2 separate regions of the Zea mays genome follow, and region 1 is linked to region 2. Evidence: chromatin contacts called from public Hi-C data. All regions are on one chromosome and are shown on one strand. The core of a region is the stretch at or near the end of the contact, and the rest is flanking DNA. Distances in the headings are between cores, read along the strand shown. Region 1 holds the start of LOC100278847. Region 2 has its middle 51 kb from the start of LOC109942375.

Evidence for each region. A called contact is a pair of places that touch in the nucleus more often than the background predicts.
Region 1: a contact with region 2 is called in a Hi-C map of endosperm, with 2.9 times the contacts expected there. The contact joins the promoter of LOC100278847 here to the enhancer-like site in region 2. A contact is called at or near these places in 3 of 25 Hi-C or Micro-C datasets (ear, endosperm and tassel).

The regions. Positions count from the first base shown.
Region 1 is chr9:111,320,101-111,322,903 of Zm-B73-REFERENCE-NAM-5.0, reverse strand. It overlaps LOC100278847, which reads right to left and starts at 1,284. Exons shown (of 1, transcript NM_001151989.2): 1 at 64-1,284. The coding sequence starts at 941. The coding sequence ends at 516.
Region 2 is chr9:111,248,137-111,250,887 of Zm-B73-REFERENCE-NAM-5.0, reverse strand. No RefSeq gene overlaps it. Among protein-coding and RNA genes, the nearest start is that of LOC109942375, 51 kb to the right of the region's middle. Within about 2 kb of position 1,382, at least 19 of the 20 cell types and tissues checked have an H3K27ac peak or open chromatin away from gene starts, as enhancers often do. A contact at or near this core is called in ear, endosperm and tassel, where this site is marked.

The DNA.
Region 1 (2,803 bases), core at 35-2,534, 72 kb before region 2:
ACTTGCGGCCAGTGAATCCAAAAATCCCCAGGACGAACTGCGGCCTTTTTATACCCTCCACGCGCGCCAAGACAACCATGTGCAGCCAACAATAATGTGGCGGTATTTACAATTCGGTTATTCAGATTCAGGCTCGATCGATCGATCGATCAAAGTGCTCTCACTACTACCCACTCGGTAACAACCTCTGATGAAAACGTTGGCGCGTGGCGTGGCGATTGTACTGTCCGGCCGGCCGGCCTGCCTGCCTTCCGATCGTGCCTTGTGTCTTGTCAGGAAGCCAAGAATTATAATTTGTCCTCGATCGATCGCACTCGCAGCGAACGGCCAATGATGGCTTGCCGCCCGCCCGCCCGCCGCAACTGATCAGTACTGGTGGTGGAGAAGAAACCATATGGCGCGCGCGTGGTGGCGTGGCAATGGACATGCATGCATCCCGCGCGTGGGCTAGCTAGCTGTGTCTGGCTCCGACGAGCCAGCAGGCGCCCGGCGGCACGGCACGGCGCGGCACGGCTTCAGCCCACAACGTGCAGGCGGATCTTCTTGGCGGCCCTAGGAGGCGGCGAGGACCTGTCCGCGGGGGCGGCGGCGGCGCCGCGCGGGACGAACACCGTGGAGAGGTCGAGCGGCACGGGGAAGAAGAAGGCGCGCTGCAGGCGGCAGCAGCGCTTCCTCCTCTTGCTGCCGGGCGCCACCGGCTTCCGCGGCGCCGGAGGGCACACCGTGGCCGGCCGCAGCAGGCACGGCGACGCCGTCGGGGTCACGCACGCGGCGGAGTCGATGTCCAGTAGGCCGCCGCCCAGGCCCAGGCGCGGCAGAAGGGAGCTCGCGGCCGTCGGCGTGACGCAGCCCGTGTCGGCGGCGTCCGGGCCGTCGCCCGCCGCCGCGGTCTGGACCGGCCGGAGCACGGCCAAGTCGGAGAGGTCGAGCTCGACGCCCATCGGGTGGGTAATCTAACACTCAGATGGAGAGGCCCCGGCCCCCGAGGCGCCTGCACAACTGGCTAGGTCAAGGAAGATAAGATCTGCCCGCAGGGGTCGTCTCGTCGTCGTGTACGTGAATTGTGACGAACAGGGCAGCACTAGGTCGCAGGCGGTGTGCTCTTTTGTAGCGGCGGTAGTGCAAAGGAGGAGGGAGGGAGGGAGGCAGGCAGGCAGGCGTGATGGCGAGGGGATATGGAGGTGATGATGGTGGCAATGGGGAGAGAGATGAGCAAGCAAGCAGCTAAAGGCAACAGAATTATATGCAGGCAGGCAGGCAGCTGCAACAGCAACACAAAAGGCCGCATGACATTAGAGGAGAGAGGGAGGGGAGGGGCAAGGGGAAGGGGTGGTGCATATCATTGTGGTGGGGGGGCGAATATGAGAGAGAGAGAGAGAGGGAATTCCAGAGAGAGAGCCAGCGGTGAAACTTTTAGGCCTTAATTAGGATCGAGTAGATCGCACCTCGTCCCATCCATCTCCATCACGCACTGCCTGCGCACCAGGGAAACATACAGGGTTTTTAATTTTATTAATATACGGACGAGATGCCATGGATCAGCTGAGCAACAGGCAGAGGGTGGGCAGATGGGACGTATACGCCGCCGGCCGGTGCGCTGCCGGAGAGTTTTACTTTACAGCGCCGGTGACCGATCGTCGATCGAGCCACACAAATAAAACAAGCCCGCGCACAACACGACGCGAGAATGTTCCTAAACCCTTGCGGCGTGCTCTCTGCATCGTCGTCCCGTCCGTAGCCAAGTGTGTGAAATAATGCATGCCGCTGTAGTATGTACTACTTTGCTAGCTCATCTGTCTGTCTGTGCATGCGTAGGCAGTGCTAAACCATTGCATATGCACAGACTCAGCTGTGTCGTACAAGGCACACTGGTCATAATCGGTGCTAGCTTCCAAGGGGGTTAGATGGATCTAATCAATTCCCCGCCTCTCGATCTCTGGCTTTGGTGGCGTGGTGGTGGTGGTGCGCGTTTATGTGTCCTGGCCTCCAACTACTAACTGCTGCTCCTTTTAATTTGTGCGTCACTGTACATACCCATTAATGTATACAGTATATCAATATGCTAGTAGAGTAGTAGTAATAACCACATACTACGTCATTTCCTCCGGTGGCTAGTTAGTTTCCGTGCCGCATTTGCAATTGATCACTGTAACTACAGGAACGGACCGCTAAGCTTTAACACTGCTTGCCATTCGTCGGCTACGAGAAATTAAAACTGACGGAAACAAATCAAGTACGTGGCGATGGTGAAAGGGAGGCTAGGCGCGCGGTCGGTGGTGTAAAAAAAAAAAGAACTGGTGCGGCCAAATAGGAGTTTGGAAGGAAGCTTTAACTGGCTGGCTCCTTGGGTGCTTCATGTGGCCTGTGTCATGGCTAGCAACGACAGGCGGTGCTTTTAATTCCTCTCTCTGTCCTCGTTCCCTCCCTTAATTTTACCCCCTCTCTCTATGACTCTATGTATACATACATACTATGAGGCCTTTTCAGTTTTCACTGGGACCCCTGCCGCTGCCAGGTGGGTCCCGAGCATATTATTGTTGCCGTATGCACCGTGCGGCAGGGCCCTGGCTGGTAATTTCCAGCAGGCCTGCGCTCTGCGCCAATTATGGGTCCATCCTGGCCGTCCAGTGCCATCCCATCCGTCCGCATCGCCTGACAGCCCGATTGTTCTGTTTGTTTTTTTCATGGCTGCAGGTACTAGTACAGTAGTGGTAGTAGCTGGGAAGGTTATTGCTACAACTACAAACTAGCGGGCTTGGGTTCTTCTACTAGCGGGCTTGAGTATCCCACCGCAAACGTCTTA
Region 2 (2,751 bases), core at 133-2,632:
TTAGTAGATTTAGTTCGTTTATTTGAATTTCTTCGGAAAATTTAGATTTGAACTGTAGGTCACTCGAAACTTGGAAAACCGTGCATGCAAAAATGATATTCATGTTACTTAGCATAAGTTACGACCGATTCCAGGAGCGGACCGGAAACTTCGAGCAACATGCTCACTAAACATGACCGTGAACTTGCCATACACATGTTTAAAAATTGTATAAAACACAAACAAAGTCAGAAAATCCTGAAACTTGTCCACTTGTCATGATATCATATGTACAGGTTGCGATAAAAATTTTAGAATGTTTGGAGAAAGTTGTGGGACACTATGTGTAGAAACCTAGGAGAACTACATTGAAACTCTATGATTTCATGTGTAGTTCTCCTAGGTTTCTACACATAGTGTCCCACAACTTTCTCCAAACATTCTAAAATTTTTATCGCGGCCTGTACATATGATATCATGACAAGTGGACAAGTTTCAGGATTTTCTGACTTTGTTTGTGTTTTATACAATTTTTAAACATGTGTATGGCAAGTTCACGGTCATGTTTAGTGAGCATGTTGCTCGAAGTTTCCGGTCCGCTCCTGGAATCGGTCGTAACTTATGCTAAGTAACATGAATATCATTTTTGCATGCACGGTTTTCCAAGTTTCGAGTGACCTACAGTTCAAATCTAAATTTTCCGAAGAAATTCAAATAAACGAACTAAATCTACTAACGATTGAAAACTCTGTTAAAATTGTCCACAAATGATACATGTAGGTCTACATAGTGTAGGAACACACCACAAAAATTTCGAGAGACAAAATAAAAAAAATAAAAATATATAGGGTAGAATATATTTAGTAGTAGTCAATATATGAGTCAATAGTCTAGGAAAGAGTATTGAACATACTGTAACCATGACGTGTTCGCAAATCGGTTGCATTTAGATATGTTAGAATAAAATTTTAAGATGGTATCGTAATATGTAGTATCTTTTTTTATTTAATTGTTGTACTGTATTGGATACAATCTAACTGACACGTGGACCGGCTAGCTAGTCAGGGGGAGAGACCCCAGTTCAGCTTCGCGTCGCACCGTACCGGCTAAATAGACGCGTATAAAGTACATGTGGAGCAGGAGGCCGGAGCTAGCAGGGTTAACGCCAATAATCCCCTGTCGTCGTTAGGGTTGACGACGGACGGCGCGTATCTCTCTGCGCGCAGTACGTATGCTATGCTCCAAGCGGTAGCAGCATCCCAAATTAGCATCGGATACCTCATCATGCAGGCTGCCGATGCATGGGCGATGGACAGGCCGCAACCAGACAACGACCACTCCTGTCCTGTCGATCTCTGCGAACTGCATCCGCTGCTGTGACTGGTAACAACCACCAGCTAGGTACCGGACGACGACGACGCAAGTTGGCCTGCCTGCATCACCCTCTACGCTACCTAGCTAGCTATCTAGTATAGAGGTGTGACTGCTGGAGCCATGCATATCCAAATCCCAACACACAGTAGTTAACCTAATTCATCTAGGAGCAGCAGGCTAGCTAGCCAGACAAGCAGACAGTGTTTATTTGAGTCATTACCTTTCCTCTAACTTTGCCCGGCCCGCTTATCCGATTAATTAGCGCACCGTACCTAACCTAATTGATTAATAACGAACCGAGCACGAGCAGTACTAGCAGTAGGGTTAACTGATTAATGCGCCATCGTCTCCAATGCAAGCTAGGGCCCAATTATTGACGCTGTTAAATCCAGCGTGAGTTACAGAGAGAATTGCTATATATCTCTGGTCTGCAGATCAGCTGCGCGCGCCTGACTGACGCTCGGTCGATCGAGCGAGCTAGCTGCTAATGCACACGAATTGAAGCAGCTGATTAGCTCAAGTAGATCTAGAACAGTAGTGCGAGGCTATCATTGGACTCACGAAGCCTTATGGCAGTGCATGCTGCATGCATCTTTTATAACCAAAAAAGAACGACATCCCATTAAGATCTCTGCAGAACGGTTCTCTCTGGTGTCTGGTAACTAATTAATTAAAAAAAACCGTGACCGTATTGGCGCCGTGCCTCAGCGCTAGGAGGCACTCACATGCGACTATGCGAGATTGGAGGGCGCGAGATCCGAGGCAGGCAGGCAGGCACACCGTACCGTACGAATGCAAATCCCGTAGTCTTATCCAAGATCTCTCTATCCCTCTAGCTCTCTAGAAGTAGTAGTAACGTGTAAAATTGAACTCCACGACATGGTGTGGGGCCGGCCGGCCGGCATGCATGTGCACGACACTGATTTGCGTGGCAACGGCAACGTGCCGCCTGTGTCCCTTATATATGTTGAGCTTGAGCAAACTAATCAAAGGCCGAATTTGAACTGATTTATTTTCTCTAATGGCATTGGCTCTCGTGGTCTCTAGTTTTTTTTCATTTACTTGTAGCTTTTGGCTCTTTTACTTACCAAAGATGCATGGTACTGTCACCGTACAAAAAAATAATATTGCCTCGAATACTCGCAAAATATCATTTGAATACTTCGTTGATAAAAAAGCGGACGACCCACAAAAATACATAGTTCAACGTTAGCATGCCATTCATCGGGTCCAACGCTTGGCGGACCAAGCCCCGTGTGTGTTTCTAATTCATTTTTTGCTCTGTTTCTCTCATCTTCAAATGGCCCCTGGAACACCAAATCCTAAATTTGAACTTTCAGTTGTTCCACTATATATGTTCTAAAATGTTGGTAAGGTCTTTTAGAACTTATCCAAATG